Regions from separate parts of the Mus musculus genome. Here region 2 is linked to region 1. A link is a contact called in public HiChIP or PLAC-seq data. All regions are on one chromosome and are shown on one strand. The core of a region is the stretch at or near the end of the contact, and the rest is flanking DNA. Distances in the headings are between cores, read along the strand shown. Region 1 holds the start of Ermap (erythroblast membrane-associated protein). Region 2 holds the start of Slc6a9 (solute carrier family 6 (neurotransmitter transporter, glycine), member 9).

What was found. HiChIP or PLAC-seq counts read pairs in DNA pulled down with a chosen protein or histone mark.
Region 2: a contact with region 1 is called in an H3K27ac HiChIP or PLAC-seq map of cardiomyocytes, with 11 times the contacts expected there. The contact joins the promoter of Slc6a9 here to the promoter of Ermap in region 1. A contact is called at or near these places in 2 of 39 promoter capture datasets (erythroid cells and hippocampal neurons) and 1 of 115 datasets of contacts at active chromatin or transcription factors (cardiomyocytes).

The regions. Positions count from the first base shown.
Region 1 is chr4:119,187,676-119,192,026 of GRCm38.p6, reverse strand. Ermap (erythroblast membrane-associated protein) reads left to right here and starts at 2,032. Exons shown (of 13, transcript NM_013848.3): 1 at 2,032-2,221; 2 at 3,084-3,168; 3 at 4,308-4,351. The coding sequence starts at 4,313.
Region 2 is chr4:117,833,355-117,837,705 of GRCm38.p6, reverse strand. Slc6a9 (solute carrier family 6 (neurotransmitter transporter, glycine), member 9) reads right to left here and starts at 2,448. Exons shown (of 14, transcript NM_008135.4): 1 at 2,229-2,448.

The sequences.
Region 1 (4,351 bases), core at 783-3,282:
AACAAAACAAAACAAAACAAAACAAAAAACAGAAAGTGGGAGAAGGCACAGCAAAATTATTAATAAATCTTGTTTTATTAGTAGGGCTTACAATTGTCTTGTTTAAGCTTTCCTGTATTTTGTGAATTTTTACAGTGGATATTTATACTTCAACAGCCAGGAAAAAGTACCAGAGTCAAGCGCTGGGATGAGTGTCTATAATCATAGCACCCAGGAGAACCTCAGTGTAAGGCCAGCGTGGAGTATGCAGGCAGACTCTGCCTCAAATAAAGGAGAAAAGACAATAAACGTTCTTTAATAGTGCCTCGTTCAGGAAACCACAGTTATGTAGCTGGAAGTCCAGACCTTTGTCAATAAACCCCTTAAAGCAAAGCATGGTGGGCCTGAGTTTGTAAATGGCTGTACTACCACCACTCACGAGGCAGATGCAGGAAGGTTAGGAGTTTGAGGTCAACCTGAATTATGTAGTAAGATACTGTCTGAAAACAAAGCAATTAAAACTCGGGAGAAGGGACATAGACAAAGACTGAGTTATGACTCAGTTATGACTGTCAACAGATGGGAGACGTAAGCTCTAGCATTCTAGGGTGAGTACATGTATGATTGTTATATATTCAGGTTAACTAGGAGAGAGAGCAGTTGGAGGTTTCCTAATATGAATGATGATGATGAGGAGGAGGAGGAGGAGAGAGAGAGAGGGAGAGAGAGAGAGGTGTGTGTTGGAGATGAACACAGAGCCAGGTGAATGAACTAGCGCAACCCACCTCCATTCCCAAAGCAAAGTGTAAGACAAGTCCTTTAGTGCAAGGATTTACAGAAGAAGATCTAGGAGAAGAAAAGGGTTTCTTTAGTCCGGGGAACAAGTGGGAAATCTTGGAGGAGTTATGTAGTAAAGCTGGCTCAGGGCTCCTCCCGTGATGCCTTACCTACAGTGAACTTTAGGGATGACCACAGGCCACGAGCCTTTGCATAGAATCTCAGACAGTAAGCAAAAAAGCTTCTGGAGCTCTACAGCTTGCTGACAAGTCTCAGCTACACTGAAAGTGACAGCTCAGCCATCAACAGGGGACACAGTTCAGGCCACCACTGGAATCTGCTAGATTCGAAACCCAGTGATGACTGAAAAAAGAAACCCCGGGGACTTCTGAGTGACCAGTGCATTTTTATAAAAGTCCACGTGCATATTTGGTGTTGCTGTGAGTACAATCGATATGAAGAAGGCTAGTCAGTTGGGGAGGGTGTGACGTGAGAGGAGGGGCGGGAAGCAAGTTGGCTTGTCTGGAAGCATATATCAAGGTGTAGCTGGAGATAAAAGCCGTGGCCGGTTGGTGGGTATCTTGAAACCAACCTTCTAATTTTTAAGTCAAAATTTAAAAGTTAGTGTACAAAGGGATGGGTTTCTTGGTGGCAGTTGCATATGTACACATCATTACACTTTGTTCTTATTCATTCCCCCACCCAGTGTCTTCTCACACACTCCCAACCCCTTCTTACTGCTCTCCCTCCTCCCCAATGCTCCTCCCTGTGCTTTCAAATTGCCCGTATTACTTTACTCTCCCCTGGCCTTTTATGGTTTCTTTCTCCTCTCCCATGGTCTCCTTTTGACTTTCATAACCTACACGTGCTTACACACACACACACACACACACACACACACACACACACACCCCACAAACCCCTAAACATAAATCCCACATATGGGAGAAAACTAATCTTCCTGAGTCTGCCCTATTTCCCCCAACATAATGGTCTTCAGTTCCATCTATAAAGCTTCTAATTTATGCTTATTGGGAAGTACAAGAGAGCAAGCCTTCATTTTTAAAAAGGAACAATGGAATCAAATTTTAGGAGTCATGGTTGTCACCAAGCACTGGGGGAAAAGAGAGTTGGGGTAAAGGTCCTTCTTTGCCGAGGCAGTAGACGGGTCCCTTGCTTTTGGGGAGCCTCCTTTCTGAACGCTCGCTTTATCAGGGGTGGGCAGACAGGGCGTTGCTTGTTTGTTTATAGGGACAGTCAGAGGCCCTCTGTGGGGTAGACAGAGAGAACCCTTGGCTTTGAGACTCTGGCATCAGACTAGAATATGAACTTTTTGCAGACCCATCTCTTGAGATCTTCCTGGCACTCTTGCCCGATGTCAGACCACCCTGCCTGTGGGGAGCCCAGTGTTCCCAGGTAGGAGGCCCCAGCTCTGCCGCTAAAGGACACAATCTCCACCTCAAAGGTCAGTTCTCTTCGGTCTCTTTTCTTCCCTTAGTCTGTTTAGTTCTTTAAATTTCTCAGGATCCTCAAGTTCAGTAGGGAAATAATCTTTCTTTTTACAAAGATCATCTTAAAGGACAACATGGGACAATGGTTAGCTGTCACTTAGGAGCCTCGAATCCAAGTTACCAGCGTGCTGTGCCGGTTCTGTCTAAGACTCTTACTTATTGTCACGGTAGTCATTAATAATACAGCAGATGTGCAGTTCGGCCCCACCATCTGCTGGGTCCCGGGCTGGGCCATATCAGGCTGATCATTTATACATGTGTAGGGTCTTCATAAGTTGCTCAAGATTGGCAAGAGAATGTCTGTTGGAATCTTTTTTTTTATTTGTAAGCTTTAAAAATCAAACTAGTTCAAACTTAAAATGTGACTGATTCTGACTGAAGGAACATACTTTCAACTTGTGTCATGGGGAAAAATGGCTACTATATAAAGATCTATTCAAGCTATTAAGAGACAATAAGTCAAAGAAACAGCTTAAAAATATTATTTTATTATAAAATTGATTAAAACTTTATTTAACTTGATATATTTCACTTAAGGCAAGGCTGTGGGAAAGCGAGAACTTTTATGTTGACTGATTGATTGATTGATTGATTGATTGATTCATCCCTTAGGACAATTTGATGGTGAAAACATTCCTATTTTAAAATTAGGAAACTCAAAGCCTAAGAGTTAAGCAGTTTGCTTTAATTTACAGTCTCATTTAGTTGGAGACTCTGCTACAACCCTTAGGACTAAGACTCCTAATTCTAGCCACCAACCACTGTCGTCTGTACTGATGATCAACCATACGGAATTATTTCTAAAAATTCTCACAGGTCTGTGTTGGAATGCTGAAGCGGCTAAAGAAACATGTGGTGGCGTGGAAAATGTGTGTAATGCCACACTCACGGAAGATGTCAGGTATCAAAGCAACATGACGGGTTTATGCTTTTAAAAAAGATTTATTTGTTTTTACTTTATGGGGACAAGTTTGTCTGCTTGAGTGAATGCGTGCTTAGTGCCTGTGAAGGTCAGAAGAGGGCATTGGATCCCCTGGAACTGGAAGCTACAGATACTGGTGAGCTGCTATGTGGGTGCTGGAACTGACCCAGGTCCTCTGCAAGAGCAGGCAGTAGTCTTACAAGCTGAACCATCGCCCCAGCACCCCCGGGTTGTTTTCTGATAACTGAAGTGATGGGCAGGGTGGGAACGGGTGGAGAGAATTTGGAGGTGATCTCCTCTTGGACTGCTTGCATTTTCAACTTCCTCCTCAGTGTGGCAGGACAGACCACGCTTCCTCCTAACTGCCTGCAGTTCAGGCAATAGCAAGTGGGTGGGCAGAGCTTCACTAGGGAACTCTCTGGGGTCTCCCACCGCTAGAACACACCGTGCTTTGCACCTCTGAGCTATGATATCTCCGTTGAGTTTAGTACACATTTATCAAGCACATTTCTCCAGGCATCTACAGCCAGTGCTCGATGCATACTCTCCTCCTGAATCTGTCCACCTGCCTGTGAAGAAGCCCTGCCCCGACAGATTATTGCCATGGCGGCAAAGATATCACACAACTTTGCTAGAGATGTGGGACTAGCAAATAGAAATAGGTAAGACCTGAGTCTAGGTCTAGTCAGCTAGCCCCAGTGTCTATTTGAAGGGTTGGTTTCTTTATGTTGGAACATGATGAGGACTTTGCAGCCTTGGTTGATTGTCAACTTGCAAGGCTGTCAGCGAGGCTGGAGATGCTGCTCAGCAGTTAAGAGCACTTGTTGCTCTTGCTGGGGACCATTTTCACAACCACCACTATCTCCAGTTAACAGGGGAGCCGGCACCCTTTTCTAGCCTCTAAGGGCACCTGCACTCATGTGGTGCACATGCCTCCCCCATATATACATATAATTAAAAACTACTTTAAGAAGAAGAGTTTCTGAGGATTTTAGTCACATTGTCACAGGAGGAGTAAGAGTGGTATTACAAGGGAGTAGGGAAGGGGAGCTGGGTTTAGAAGCACATGTCCTTGCTCCAGCTAGAACTCATCAGCCCTCTTTTGATGTCTGTCCTAGTTCATATGGAGAGACCAAGTCCCTGTGGTTCCTGGCTTGTCGGC
Region 2 (4,351 bases), core at 1,199-3,698, 1.4 Mb after region 1:
CCTTATGCATCCCTAATCACTGAGCCATCTTTCCAGCCCCTAGGTAGACCAATTTTAGGGGTCTATATGAACTAAGCCCTCACTAGTAACTAGAGGCAACAGGTCTCCAGTACTTTACAATTCGGAGGGAGGAGACACCGTCTCTATTCACTACCACAGGGATGTTAGCACAGTGTTGTGTGCATAAAGTCTCCTGTCTGGGGCACCAAGCCAGCTACTTGCTGCAAACTCAGGGGCTTCCTGCATCCCCACCTTTGCTCGGGCAATAGTTCCCTCTGTAAGGGTCTCTGGTCCCCAGTTTTCACTGGTCAATACATTGCCTACCAACATCAAAACCAGACCCCATGCCATTATCTTCATGAAGCCTTCCTCCTCCTTCTGCAGTCGACCCTTCCATGGTACCCTTCAAGAATGCAATATATGCAAGATGCTGGCTTCTGTCCACCCCCTCTGTCTGGAGAGGTCTGCCAGGGCAGACGTGTGGTTCTTCTATATCCTGAGAACTATACTACTGTAGTCCCGCTGAACATAAGGAGGAAGGGAGCGTTTTCTCTGAAGTCTTTGAAACACTTGGGCACGCTCAATGTTCTCCGCTAGTCCCTAACCAATCCTATCACCCGCTCTCTAACCTTTTGCCTCTCTGGAGATGTCTTTATCTTAGGTGTTCTTTTTGCCCATTCCTTGCCCTCTATCCTTTATCTTTCTAACAGTCATAGCCTCAGACTTGCTTCATTTAAAAAATAGAACAGAAACCAGTCAGTGGTGGCACACACCTTTAGACCCAGCTCTTGGGAGGCAGAGGCAGGCAGATCTCTGAATTCAAGGCCAGCCTGGTGTATAGAGCAAGTTTCAGGATAGCCAGGGCTACGCAGAGAAATTCTGTCTCAAAATACAAAACCAAAAAACAAGAAAAAAAGGAAAAAAAGTAGAACAGGCTTTGTGAGGGAGCTATCATAGAGTGCTAGGTGGGTACGCGGCTCCTTTAAGAGTGACTAGCGAGGGGCGTGGCCTATGGAAAACAGACCCGAGAGGGGGTGCGGCCCCTTTAAGTAGCTGCCCGGCCGGACTTGAAGGCCCGGGACGGGCTGGCAGTGTGGGGCGCGGTCACTTTTGGAGTCATGGCACCGCCCGGAGTGCCCACTTCCTCGAAACGAGACCGGTTCGCTTTAATCAGTGTGCAAGGTGTGTTGGGGGGCGGGCGTTACATCAGCCACCACGTGTGCGCCTCTCAGCTGGCGTGGAGGATGCCGCCCCGCCCCCCGCGGTGGAAAAGTACCCGGGTGCCGAGGTCTCCGCCCCCTTGCCCCGCCCCCGCCCGTCCTCGGCCCCTCCCGGGTCTGCGGGCAAGCCCCCTCCCGGCTCGCTGGCCTCAGCTCCGGCCCGTGTGTGGCTGCCTGCTGCGGGGTACAGGCTGGGAGCAGGCGCTCGGGAGCTGCGGGAAACCAGGCCTCACCTGTGGCCGCCCGCACTCGCCGCAAGCATGCCCAGAAGGAAGGCTAGAGTGAAGGCTCGAGTGGCAGGGCGTGGATTTTTTCCCCCCAGAGTAGCAGTCCCCCAAAACCACTCTCCGCCCCGCAATCCCTTCTCAACGCTGCAGCCACGCGAGCCGCGGACAAAAGAGAACCGGAGGGCGCTGGGGTTCTTCCTCGCTGCTTCCCAGGAACCGCGGGCGCGCGGGAACCGGCACCCGGCGGGCGAGTGGGCGGGCAGATTAGGAAGGCCGCCGGCTGCGGCGCCCAGATAGATAGCCAGCACGGCTGGGAGAGGAGGTGGGGCGAGAGGCTGCACGCGGGGCACAGACCCCGCTGCCGGCTCCCGGCCGCGGCAGACCCACTGGCGCCCCAGAAAGACCGAAGACGCTCTTCGGTTCCGGCGCTGCGCGCACAGCCCCGTACCAACCACCTCCGACCGAGCCGGCGTCGGCACGCAACGCACCCCCTCCATTCCGAAATCACCCTCCCTCCCGTCTGCTTTAGTTCCTTGGTGACAACGATGACACACAGACACACGCACCTACCCAGACCTTCGCGGCGAGACAGACATCCCAGTGCGAGCACTCACACTCTTAGCCACAGATACCCGCAAGCAAACGCTATCTCATCCACGCACCACACACACATCCATACACATCCTGGGGCTCAGCCTCCCAGAGTCACAGAAACGCCCAGAACGACGGCTGGACAGACCTAGGCTCGGGCCGCAAAGCCCCCTTCCCCCAGCTCTCTTACCATACTGCTGCCCCCGGCCCAGGCGTGCTGGGTCCGCACCGCGGTGCGCCCAGGTGGCTTTCTTAAAGGGAAAGTTGCATCAGCCTCCCGAGGCTCTCTGCAGCCGCCAGTCCTCCCGCCCCGCCGCGTTGCCTGCCGCTCCTCCAGAGCTTGTTGTGTTTTGGTTTCGGGGAGGCGGGGGCTAAGAGTTTGGTGAAAGTTTGGAGAGTGAAGAAGGCTTGAGAAACCTAGCCAAGTCCCTCCCCTCCCTGAGCGGCTCCCCTGGCCGCCCTCCCCCGCCCTGGTCCCATCTCCTCCCTCCCGCGTGCCGACTACTCAGACTCCTCCTACCAGGGAATAAGATTACAAGTGGCTCTAGTTTTCTGATGATTGATCCTCACGAACCCCTGGGAGTGGGGCTCGGCAAAGGAGTCCCCTTCTCCTTCGCCTCTCTGCCCTTCAGTTGGGACACTTGGAGGAAGCAGATGTCCTCCCCTTCGGGCTAGGCTTGGAACGAAGCCAAAAGGCCTGGGGCGCTTTGGGGGGCTGGGGCTGCAGTTAGCCCGCCAGGCCCCTGGCCTTCTGCGCCTGCGTTCCCCCTAGAGAGACGTCAAGAGCAAATTCCGTTCCCTTTGCAGTAGCGCCGCTAGAGACTGTGGGCACAGCTGAGTAAAGCCTGGGGCCCACTCCTTGGAATTGCAAGGCTGGGGAGCCCTTTCTCCCCGAATTCTCCACCACTGATTTGATCAGCCCTACCTGGTTAGTTGTGCCACAGAGCCTACCTACTTCAGGTGCCTGGATTGCAGTATCTGCCAAAAGATGCTTTGTTGAGCCTCAGTTTCCTCCTCTGCAAAATGGAGAGAATGACTTAAGGAAATGCATACCCACGTGAAACTCATTGCTCCAGATTGGCAGTGGTGCCTAGCAAATGGAACAGGCTGCCACATTTGCTTACCTTGAGCAAGCTGCCAACCCTCTATCAAACCAGACAATACTGATTGCCAGAGGACTGCTGTTGCTTCGCAGGTGCTCTGCAAAAGGCCCTGGTCTGGAGAGGCAGGCTCCGGATTCCACTCTGTGCCCCGAGTTCTCACCATTTTCCGGCCAGGAAACTTGCTTGTTTATTGACATCCAGTCTCCAAAGAGCAGGCGCATCCATGTCAAAGCCGCGCACAAGATCAACTGGTGTGAGAAGCCACCTTATTAATTTATAATCACTGAAAAAGACAGCAGCCAGCACACTCCCTTCAGTTGGGCCTCTCTCTACCCCACGGCTCAACCACAGCCCTTTCCCAGAACTACCTTCTTATATACTGCTTTCTGCTGTCATGGAACTCACAATCTGTTCATTCTCGAGATTTGGTCAGATCTAGGAAGGCACTTATGTCCCTTTTGAGTTTGCCCGTGAACACAGCAGTTATAAGCCTGCTTGGGGTTTATAGTCTCCCACGAACTAATTACCAGAGTTTTGTATAGAGTAGAGAGGGGACACACACGCAGATCTACCTAAGCAATCTGTTGTGCCTGTGGGCTTTTTTTTTGGGGGGGGGGATTTGAGACAGGGTTTCTCTGTATAGTCCCGGTGGCTGTCCCGGAACTAACTTTGTAGACCAGGCTGGCCTTGCACTCAGAAATCCGCCTGCCTCTGCCTCCAAGGGCTGGGATTAAAGGCGTGCACCACCACCACCTGTGGCCTTTAACTTTGCTTATGTAGAAGTTTCTGGGAGTCTAACTGTGGGTCCTGCAGCAGGCTGTGTAGTTGTGTGTGTGCTCAAGTCCTGGATCTGACCAGATAGTATCTAAACACTTCTCATCTTCCCTACCAGGACTTGGGTTCCTCTACAAGTTGTTTATGGTCTCTCATAGCCTGCCTCCTCTTTAGATTATCCAAAATGGCTCCTTCCCAAGACAGATGGACAGGAGGCTCTTGGGAGAAGCTGCCAGGTAAAGGGAAGGTTGGGGCTGAGGGAGGGGCTTCCATCTAACTTATAGGGATGCGATGGACCTAAAAGGCATTAGGATGGTTCTAAGAAAATGTTTAAAACTTTATTTTGAATTTTGAAGTTTTCTTTCTTTATTCTCTTTACATCCAGATTTCAGCCCCTCCTGCTGGTACCCCCTCACACACAGCCCTTCTCCGCTCC